2 separate regions of the Rattus norvegicus genome follow, and region 2 is linked to region 1. A link is a contact called in public Hi-C data. All regions are on one chromosome and are shown on one strand. Each heading gives the region's core, a stretch centred on a gene start, on an enhancer-like site or on the middle of the called end of the contact. The rest is flanking DNA. Distances are from core to core; before and after follow the strand shown. Region 1 overlaps LOC102547244 (a long non-coding RNA gene). Region 2 holds the start of Rap2a (RAP2A, member of RAS oncogene family).

Region 1 (4,779 bases), core at 1,996-4,495:
CTGCCTTGTGTTTATTCACAAAGTCTTACACTGCCAACAACTGAGGGCATCCTCTGTGAGAAGAATCCAACCAAGCCAGCAGTTACAGTGGAAGTGGAGCTGGGTCACTTGCTCTGAGACAGAGAGAAGAGGCCAAGTCTGGTAGGTGATGGCCTGGCTTTTTCTGGGCTGCCATGTCACAGAATAGAGATTTGAGTTCCCACTTCCAAAATGTTTTCGCTTACAACATTCCTGACACCAAATGTGTGGGCTCTTTCTTCACACCAATCAACCCTCCAACTCTCCAGATACCATCTGGTGTCCCACAATTCAGTTCAGTTCTAACACTAACAGCATGGAGTCAGTGACAAGCCCCAGAGGGAAAGGGTTCAGTCACGCAAGACTGTCTCGTCTACTTCAGACACCAGCTGCAAGACCAGGTCACCTGTACCCGTGACCAACAAGCTGCAAAGTCAGAGTCCCATGCTCTGCCTCTTGTTTTACAATTTGTCAGAATCACACACACACACACACACACACACACACACACACACACACACACAATAAAAACATAAATAAAAGAACAAGAGATGTGCTTCCTTTGGGCTTACCAGTTCACTTCAAAAGATACAACTCAGGAACAGCCAACTTCAAGGAACACGGGCATTAGGGGTGGTGAGCACAGAGCTCCTGTGACCTCTGTAGGTAAGCAGCTCTCCCCGTTGAGGATTTTGTACGGTCTGTAGCAGGGATCAGCTTACAAAGTCATTGTTGATTGCTGCTCCACTCAGTTCCAGGAGGTCAGGCTGCAAGTCACAGCCCTCCAAATGCAGCGTTGGCGCAGTTAGCAGCCTGGCCCCACTCTAAAGCTATGGGGGAGGGGAGCACCAAGAGGCTCTTTAAGATAACCTCAGTGATGTTAGAAAGGACTTATTATGAGTTACAGATGCCCACTGTCTGGTTTTTATGGCGTAGATCAGATCACCAAGGATTTACACAGGTGTCCAGGGCTATTTTTGTCCACTAATCCATCGCCCACTCCCTGAGCTCCACTGTTCAATAGTTCATTCATCCTGAACTCAATCCACCTTCCGTACGCCTGGAAACTCTGCCGGATAAGATCTCCGAATGTGTGTCAGCGGCGTCTAACTAAGGAGGTCTGATGATGTTTTATCTGCAGTTCAGGGTAGACATCTTTGGGCTTTCTTGGTTCGCTCGTGTGAGGAATCATTTATGTCATGAGTACAGTCTTATGCAATTCTATTTACGAGTTTATAATACTTCTGTGTCTTCCAAGAACACACAAACTATGAGCTATAGATATGTGCCTAGAACACAGCCTGGGTTCCTCCCAGGACTTTCTGACATCCCCACCTCACCCTTTCTGGCATCAGGTGTGCCTGGCTGTGTGTGTCGAGCATCAGGTGTGTGTGTGTGTGTGGCCATGTTTTGAGCAAATCCCAAGTTTTACCTTTCCCTCGACCTACCTGGTGTAAACCACTGAAGCTCATACTAGTAAGGTAGCTTAGCTTTTGAAATTGCTGCTACCAAATGCCCAGGAAGAAGCACACTGAAGGAGAAAGGAATTTTCACCCCTGGGTTGAGAGTACGGGTATTGGTGGAGGTGAACCAGAGCAGAAGGAGTGTAGGAGAGCTTGCTCACTTCTTGACAGATGACACACAGAGAGACTGGGTCCAAAAATAGGGCAGAGCTGTGACCCCAAAGACCTGGCTCCCAGTGACCCCAGCCACAGTTCCATAACCCCCCAAAGATCATCGCCAACTGCAAGGTCAAGAAGCTTTCGAACACATGAACTTTAGAATCTTTTCCATTGAAACTATCTCCTAAGGAAAGCAGCAGGTGAGACCAGAAAAGTAAGGGTGTAGCTTGTGGGGGGGTATTATTTTGTTATTTTGTTATTAGTTTTATTATTTTGTTTCCTTTCGCTCTGTTTTAAGGGTGTAGGAGGAAGGGTTTTCTCCCCGCTGCATCTAAGGCATTCAGTGCCTCCTCCCCACAGTTCTTCCCTGAAATCCTGTGAGGGCGGCTCACAGCACCGCACACTGGCAGTGCTCCAGCACAGCTTACCAAACTTTCATTCACTTCTGACGGTCAAGGGTTCTGCAGCCAGAAACTCTGCCAGATACAGTCTCAGTCTGCATATTGGCTAAGGAGGTCAGGTGTCATCTATCACCAGATCAGGGTGGACGTCTTTGGGCTTTCTTGACTCATGTTGGGTATTGCATTCTCATGAGCAGAGTGTCCAGGTGCCCTGTGCAGACAGAGAGTAGTTCTGGGAGAGGTGCTAATGTATGCTTGGCAGTGGCTACTGAATATGATAATCAGGTTCAGACTCTGTGGTGGTGACTCAGCTTTCTCCCTTCCAGGATGTGAAAGGTACCATCCAAAGACTGGGAAAAGACACGTGGTGGTCATCTTCTCATCTCCAGAGATCTATTCTTACTTGGTTGAAAAGCGCAGAACATCGTCTACAGAATAAGAGAATGGTAGTGCCTTGGAATCTCTATGACAACTTTCAGTTCCTGTCATTTTTAATTTTGAAAGTTCCAGTCGAGCTGTCGTAAAGGCAGCGATGCTTCATAACCCCGTGTGAAATAAAAATTTTAAAATATTTTATGGGCTGGAAAACACCATTAATCCACATCCAGATTGGACAAGAGTGAACGGCCACCACCACCACGACCCCTCCTTCACATCAGTAAAACCCCAAAAGGTAAAACTCCAAAGGGTCGGTCCAAATAGAAGAAAAATTCCTCTAAAGATATGGTGATCCGGACGAATACTGGAAATATCAAAATGTTTATTATTTCTGAACAGTAAAAGGAGGGAATAGCCCTGCTCCACCTTAATATGCCTCTCTATAAAGCCTTCACTGTGTGTCTTGTTAGGAAAGACCAACCCACTGGATATGGTTCACCAACAGTCAGAGTTTAAAACCTTGAAGGTCACACAGCTAGAAGATCTATAACCTTGAAGGAGCTAGAAGATGGGGCTGCACTCCGGAAATGAAGCACTGCCGCCCACCATGTCAGTAGCTGGTCATGAGGTGCGGCGTCACTAGAAGACCATACCCTGCGGCTAATCTTTACACTGCTTCCTTTCAGTTAGTCCACTCCCCTTACACACGCGCCTCCAAGGCTGGACACATGCGTGCTATTTTCTAGTCTCCGCCTTACTCTTAACACTGGCTCATTGGAAGCTCCATGAAGTCGATGGTTTCCTTTCCTGAAGTGAGCTGGTGTTGCATAACCTGCTGGAGGAGTGCTGGGTCCCCAGGGAGCCAGCGGGAGCCTCGCAGACTGGCTGGCGCGAGTCCCGCGTTCCGTCCAGCAGGGGGCAGCAGAGCTCGCTGGCGCCGCTGCGCAGCCCGTCTGCGAGGCTGGAGCCATTACAGCCCCTCCGGGAAAAGGCTAGAGTCCTCAAGCATCCTGTTCTCTGTGGAAGCATTTTTCCAGCCTCGTTTAAGCTAGGACACAGTGTTTCAGCAGCTGATGCGTAATCGCTTTGTTTTTTACTTCTTGCTCTGCTTTTGTTCACTTTTAAAGAGGCATTAATTACGTGCCTGGCCATATCAGTCTGCACCAGACACCTTGTATTTCGTCCCTTCATTGTCTTCTAGTCATTGTCTCCAACTTTCCAGACGATGACCGTGCTATAAGTAACTGAAAGAAGTAAAGATTTCAAAACGGGACTGAGACCGGAGCTTGGGCGAGTAAGGAAAGATGTATGGCTTTTTTATTAGGTTTTTAACAGTCTTCTGTCCAGACATATTGGACATGATTTAGTAAAAGGCCGATGTAGTTCCAGTGCTTTTATAAATGCTAAAGGATAGGAAACTGAAATGATATTGGAAGATTTCTTGATCTGAAAGACAACATACAATTCAGCTTTTCCTTTGAGCAATTGGCCCAGGCACAGGTGGGGAGTGTATGATCTTCACCCAAGAACTGCTGGATCCCAGCCTGCAGTTCCGCAGGTCCCCAGACGATTTCTGTGTGTTTGGAAGTCTGGGAAACAGCCTGAGAGGGCTCCCAATTTGCCTTCCAAAATATGGAGGGCCAATATTTGAAAAAACTTGAGTATATTTGTTTGGTCTTGTTCAGAAGGGCAGGCATAATTTCAGTATCTATGATCCCTGAGAGGAGAAGAGACTCTCCACTTCCCGTAAAGTACAGGGAATTGTGGGTTGGGGTCTTATCTCAAACCTACTGGCTTCCTACTAGTTACCAAACAAGCTCAAAGTGGAATGTCTCAGCTAACTACTTCTTCCCTTTGATTCTTATTACTTATAAGATAGGAATGTGGGTTTTAAAAAACACTAGGTTATGACCCTCCCTCCCCCACCACGTGGCCAAGTGTGCATGTGTGTGCATGTACATGTGCGCTGTAAAATGTTAGGATTCTACAAATCTTATTCACGGATATGAACAACGTCAGGGGTCCACAGTGGTGTGGTTTGCCCTGAGTGGTAAGCATCATCACAGTTTGAAGGCAGTGTGGATGGAGGTGGGCAGAGGATCCCAAGGTCCTGAGAGACTTGGATGTGTTAGAGCACAGTGCAAGGATAGGTGTGATAGATAAACCGAAAAGAGAAATTCACACAAGGATCCAGACAACCCTTCATTTCTTATCCATGAGGAGGGCAGTAAGAACAGAGACAGCCCCTACCCAGACCCTTATAAATATTGGCTCTTTCAAACCAAGGCTGGGTGGATTCTGGTGTTGTACGTTTTAGGAAATCCCTAGACCCTTCGAGGCAAGCAAGCGCTGGGGAAGGC
Region 2 (4,641 bases), core at 2,137-4,636, 330 kb after region 1:
GTGTACTAGACACTGCACAGATAGACTGTGTACTAGACAGTGCACAGATAGACTACGTACTAGACACTGCACAGATAGACTGTGTACTAGACAGTGCATAGGTAGACTGTGTACTAAACAGGGCAGAGACTAAACAGGGCATAGATAGTGATAGTTACTTTCAGTTGCCAGTTAGACAGGATTAAGAAATACCCAAGGCACAGTGAGGCACTCTGGGGCATGTCTGTGAGGAATTGTCCAGAGGACTGGTTGAGGGCAGGGAAGAACAACCTTGAATGCATTTCTACCCACCCCACCAGCTAGGGTACTGGATTGATAAGGGAAAGGGGAGGACTGAGATTCAGAACTCCCTTCTTCCAGAGCATCTGAGATGTGAGTGAACAGCATCCCACTCTGGCCACAGGAAGCTAGCCACCCACTGCTTAACTATTCCAACCGTGACGATGGACTCTGTCTTGTGAGGCACTGGGGGAGATAAACTTTTCCTCCTTTAAGTTGCTTTTGTTAAGTACTTAGTCACAGCGGTGAGAAAGGCTACCAATACTGGTTGTCATATCCACAAAGAACATGTGATGCTTCTAGGCTCTACTTAATTCCCTTGACACCTGAAAATGTTATCACCCATACACATGGTTTGGTTGTACTGGAAGCATTCTGCTTTTCCTCACAAAACTAGCTGCTATGGAGCTGAAGTAATCACAACCCAGCCTACTAGTCTCACAGAAAACTAGACTTCCAAAATCCAGCTACTGACCTCCTGTATCAGCTTCTTGAAACATTGCTGTCAGAGTCATTCAGACATGAAACGAGGCTCCCTCGACTTTAGTTCATGTTCTTACATGATTAAATTAGAATGAGAGAGCAGATCCCCTTCAGTTTTGACTCCCATGAAACGTTCCTGATGCTTCCCTCCTACAGTTTCTTCACTGCCTATTCTCTAAGTTTCAACTTCTCAAAACTTCATAGTACACAATTGAGAATGACGGACCTGAGCTATATCGGCAGACTTCATATCCATGCATCCAAACAGCAGCAACTCAAAAATACTGGGTGGGGGGGGGGATGGAGAACTGTACGGAACAGTAGGTTTGTTATGATTCATTCCCCCCAAAGACTGTATCATAACTATTAGCCTAACATTTACAGTATATCAGACAGACAAGGAATCTAGAGAGAACCGGAATATACAAGAGAGTGTGTAGGTTAAGTACGAATATGCCATTTCATATACGGGATTTGATTTGCAGGCTTTTGGTTCTGGAGGTGGCCTGGAACCAAACGTCCATGAATCTGAAGGAAGGAGAGACGGCAGCTGACATTTTCAATTTGACAAGGCACTTGCGCTCTACATTGTTTGAAATAAAAATTTGCAGTCATGTTGTGGCTAGGTAATTCAAGCATATGGAATGCTTAAACGTTCAGAAACAATAGGCAGTCGGGAACTCCTATATCAGAATACATTTTTGTACTTTGACAAGTGACAGAAAAGATATAAAAGAATGTCCCGCTGTTAGAGGAGCCCAGACTGAAATCCACTCTACAATGACCTTGTGGGAAATCAGAATGGTGGAGGGGCACACCGAACTCTGACAGAATTGAAAAAGAATACAGCCTTCTGAAAAGTATGAGGCAGTAATGACCAGAGTTGTCATTTCAAGAACATGGTTTAATGAAGATAAATGCGATGACCAGTTATTGCAGGCTGGAGGGTGTAATTTTTCATAAATTTGCGATTATGGCTGGGAGTGTATGACGAAGATCGGGGGAGGGCAAAGATAAGCTGGTTTACCACAGGGTAGAAAATACACATTTTAGGAGGCTCGAACGGAGGACCGCTGCAACTGCTGCCAGATGGATGTCTCCAGAGGGCCCGGAAAATGTCTCACCCTGAAGACAAAAGTCCCTGTTTTCCCGATTCAGCCCACGATCCAGCCCGCATCCTTTGCCACCACTTCCATGCCCATCTCCAGGCAGAATGCCACGGAGGCGACGTTAGAACAGAAATCATCCCTTTCCCCAGCCAACGCAACCCGCTCCTGTGCCAGAACACCCGGGAGTCGGGCGCTCCAGCCCCGCCCCTCCCAGTTCCCTGGCAGCCCTGCACTGTCTCTATACCTCAGACCTGAGTGGCAGAGCACCGGGAGGGATTTGATTGGCTCCCCTCAGCCCGCCGTCTCTCCTCAGCTGGCTTACGATTGGTTATCAGAGCGTGCGCAAGCGCAAACGCAGCCCCGCCAGCCCCGGAGGGGAGTTGGCTCAGTCTATCACTGGGTCTTACACCAATCGGCTAGCAAGATGAGACGTCTTCTCATTGGTCAAGAGTGGTAGTCTGGAGTCCAGACCCGCAACCTGATTGGCTACAGTGAATCCGAGCTTCCGCATCGACATCCCCGCAGGCTGTTGCTGAGCTGCTCTGGAGGGGTGTGGGGGGGGGTCTCTTGACGGTGGCTGGCGGATCCGAGCTCCAGGTTTTCCAGGCGCCCGTGGCTGTCTACCAGTGCAGGGGAGGAGCTCGGCTTACGTCAAACTCGAGGAGGGTGGGGCTAGAGGGCGTGCCGGTGACGTCATCGGGCGCGGACCAGGTTGCGTGTAGGCTGGGCGCCGCCGACTAGCGGAGCTTCGATTTGCTTGTGTAACTTATGGCAGCGGCCCTTAAGGCTCACGTTGTTACGTATAACGAGTTAAAGCCAAAGCTCTCTGAAGGCTGACAAGCTGAGTGATGTCGGCCACAGGCTGGCCCGTCGTGAGGCCCCCAAGCACGGTGCGCATGTCTCCCTGTGCCCACCATTCCTCTACTGTCACCTCCAGCAAACCCTGAGCGTGGGAGTCTGACGTCGCCCGCCATCGGGAGGAGGAGAGCGCGCAGACGCAGTACGGAGGCCTGTAGGGCTGGGTGTTGCCAGACGTCTGCGGAAGCCGAGTCTCGCTAGAGCGCGCCGACGGTCGCTAGGCGACGGCGCGAGAGGAGGGCCTTCCTCTATGCTCCGCCCACCAGGCTGGCTCCGCCCCTGGCAGCGCTGCGGCTGGGCTCGGGCGCGCGCTCCAGCGCTAGGGAAGCGGCGGCGGCAGCAGCGGCGGCGGCGGGTGCTGGGCGTGGAGGCGCGAGGGGCGGGGCGGGCGGCATTGCGGGGCCGCGGTTCGGGCGGCTCCGGCTCGGGCTCGAGCTCCGTTGCTGCCGGCGCCCTCCAGGCTGCATCGTCCTCCGGCTTGGCCCGCTCACAGGGCCGCGCGCTGCTCCCTCAGTTGTAGCTCCGCTGCCGGCGCCCAGGGCGCTGCCGCGGCCGTGAGCCGGCGTGTCCGTAAGGGCGGCGGGGCCGCGGGGTCGGGGCGCGGCGCGCGGGCGCAGGTCTATGTCGCGGGCGGCGGCGGCGGCGGCGGCCGCGCAGGGACGATGCGCGAGTACAAAGTGGTGGTGCTGGGCTCGGGCGGGGTAGGCAAATCCGCCCTGACCGTGCAGTTCGTGACCGGCACCTTCATTGAGAAATACGACCCCACCATCGAGGACTTCTACCGCAAGGAGATCGAGGTGGACTCGTCGCCTTCGGTGTTGGAGATCCTGGACACGGCGGGCACCGAGCAGTTCGCGTCCATGCGGGACCTGTACATCAAGAACGGCCAGGGCTTCATCCTGGTCTACAGCCTGGTCAACCAGCAGAGCTTCCAGGATATCAAGCCCATGCGGGACCAGATCATCCGCGTGAAGCGGTGAGCAGAGCGGGGCGCACGGGGGCTCGGTGGCTGCGGCGATCCCGGTCCCTGGCTCGCCCGGGCTACACCACCTCCTTCCGGGGCTCAGACTTGCGGGCTTTGTTTCACAAGTAAAATTGGGCAGCCCGTTAACCCCCAGCTCAGCCCTTTGTTTCTAGGACATTGGTAGCGCTCCTTCTGGACCCCAGAGAAAACAAAGTTTCAAACTTGCAAGAAGAGAAGGGATGAGTAGGTGGGCGCTAGGGAAAGGGGAGCTGTCTAAGTGGAGGCACGTCTGTGCAGAGTGAGCGCGCGCTTAAATCCACCCTTCAGAGGTTTGACAGCCAGAATTCGCACGTACATATCTTGTGACAGTGTCAATACTAGTTAAGGGGCCCTTTCTTGTCGCGGAAAAGATTAAATGTTGTCAGGAGGTTGGCAGAAATGAATTAGTGCAAAACTTTAAAGGCACATTGGCAAATAATTCGAAGACCACATAACATTCACGAGGTTTGGCATATAGAAACACGCTTGTGACATTTACGTTGAAAGAGTGCATTTCTCTTCCTCTCTTAAAAGCTAGCCTTCCCACCCCGCCCCCTCAAAAAAAAAAAAAAAAAAAAAAAAAAAGGAAGGAGGCTATTCTTGGAAACCAAACAGAAGTTTAGTATGAGCTGTGGCTTGTGTATCAGCTAATTTAAAGTTAGTGCGGGGGGGGGGGGGGGACAAACACGCTTTTTCTTGATGTAAACTGTTCAAAGAATGCATTTTGCATGTGGCAGTAACCTGAATGCTTTCAGTGTTTGTTTTCTCTTAAGTTGATGCCATGTATTTTTACCCTCAACCTTTTAAATATCAAAGTCTAACATGTTATTACAGAGTTTTGGCAAGATTTTCTAGTTCTTCTTTACTGATAACGTTCTTTTCTGGTCCTTATAAACTAGTACTGCTGAG

What was found. Hi-C and Micro-C count contacts between places; a contact is called where the count stands out from the background.
Region 2: a contact with region 1 is called in a Hi-C map of Schwann cells, with 4 times the contacts expected there. The contact joins the promoter of Rap2a here to the enhancer-like site in region 1. A contact is called at or near these places in 4 of 12 Hi-C or Micro-C datasets (Schwann cells, frontal cortex, mammary epithelial cells and 1 more) and 1 of 1 datasets of contacts at active chromatin or transcription factors (oligodendrocytes).

What each region holds. Positions count from the first base shown.
Region 1 is chr15:103,667,601-103,672,379 of GRCr8, forward strand. It overlaps LOC102547244 (a long non-coding RNA gene), which reads right to left. Exons shown (of 6, transcript XR_001841468.3): 4 at 591-3,663. Among named protein-coding and RNA genes, the nearest start is that of Oxgr1, 120 kb to the left of the region's middle. Within about 2 kb of position 3,246, at least 47 of the 93 cell types and tissues checked have an H3K27ac peak or open chromatin away from gene starts, as enhancers often do. A contact at or near this core is called in Schwann cells and prefrontal cortex, where this site is marked.
Region 2 is chr15:104,000,358-104,004,998 of GRCr8, forward strand. Rap2a (RAP2A, member of RAS oncogene family) reads left to right here and starts at 3,387. Exons shown (of 1, transcript NM_053741.1): 1 at 3,387-3,877. The coding sequence starts at 3,392. The coding sequence ends at 3,709. It overlaps LOC120097088 (a long non-coding RNA gene), which reads left to right. Exons shown (of 3, transcript XR_005494308.2): 3 at 1,248-2,083.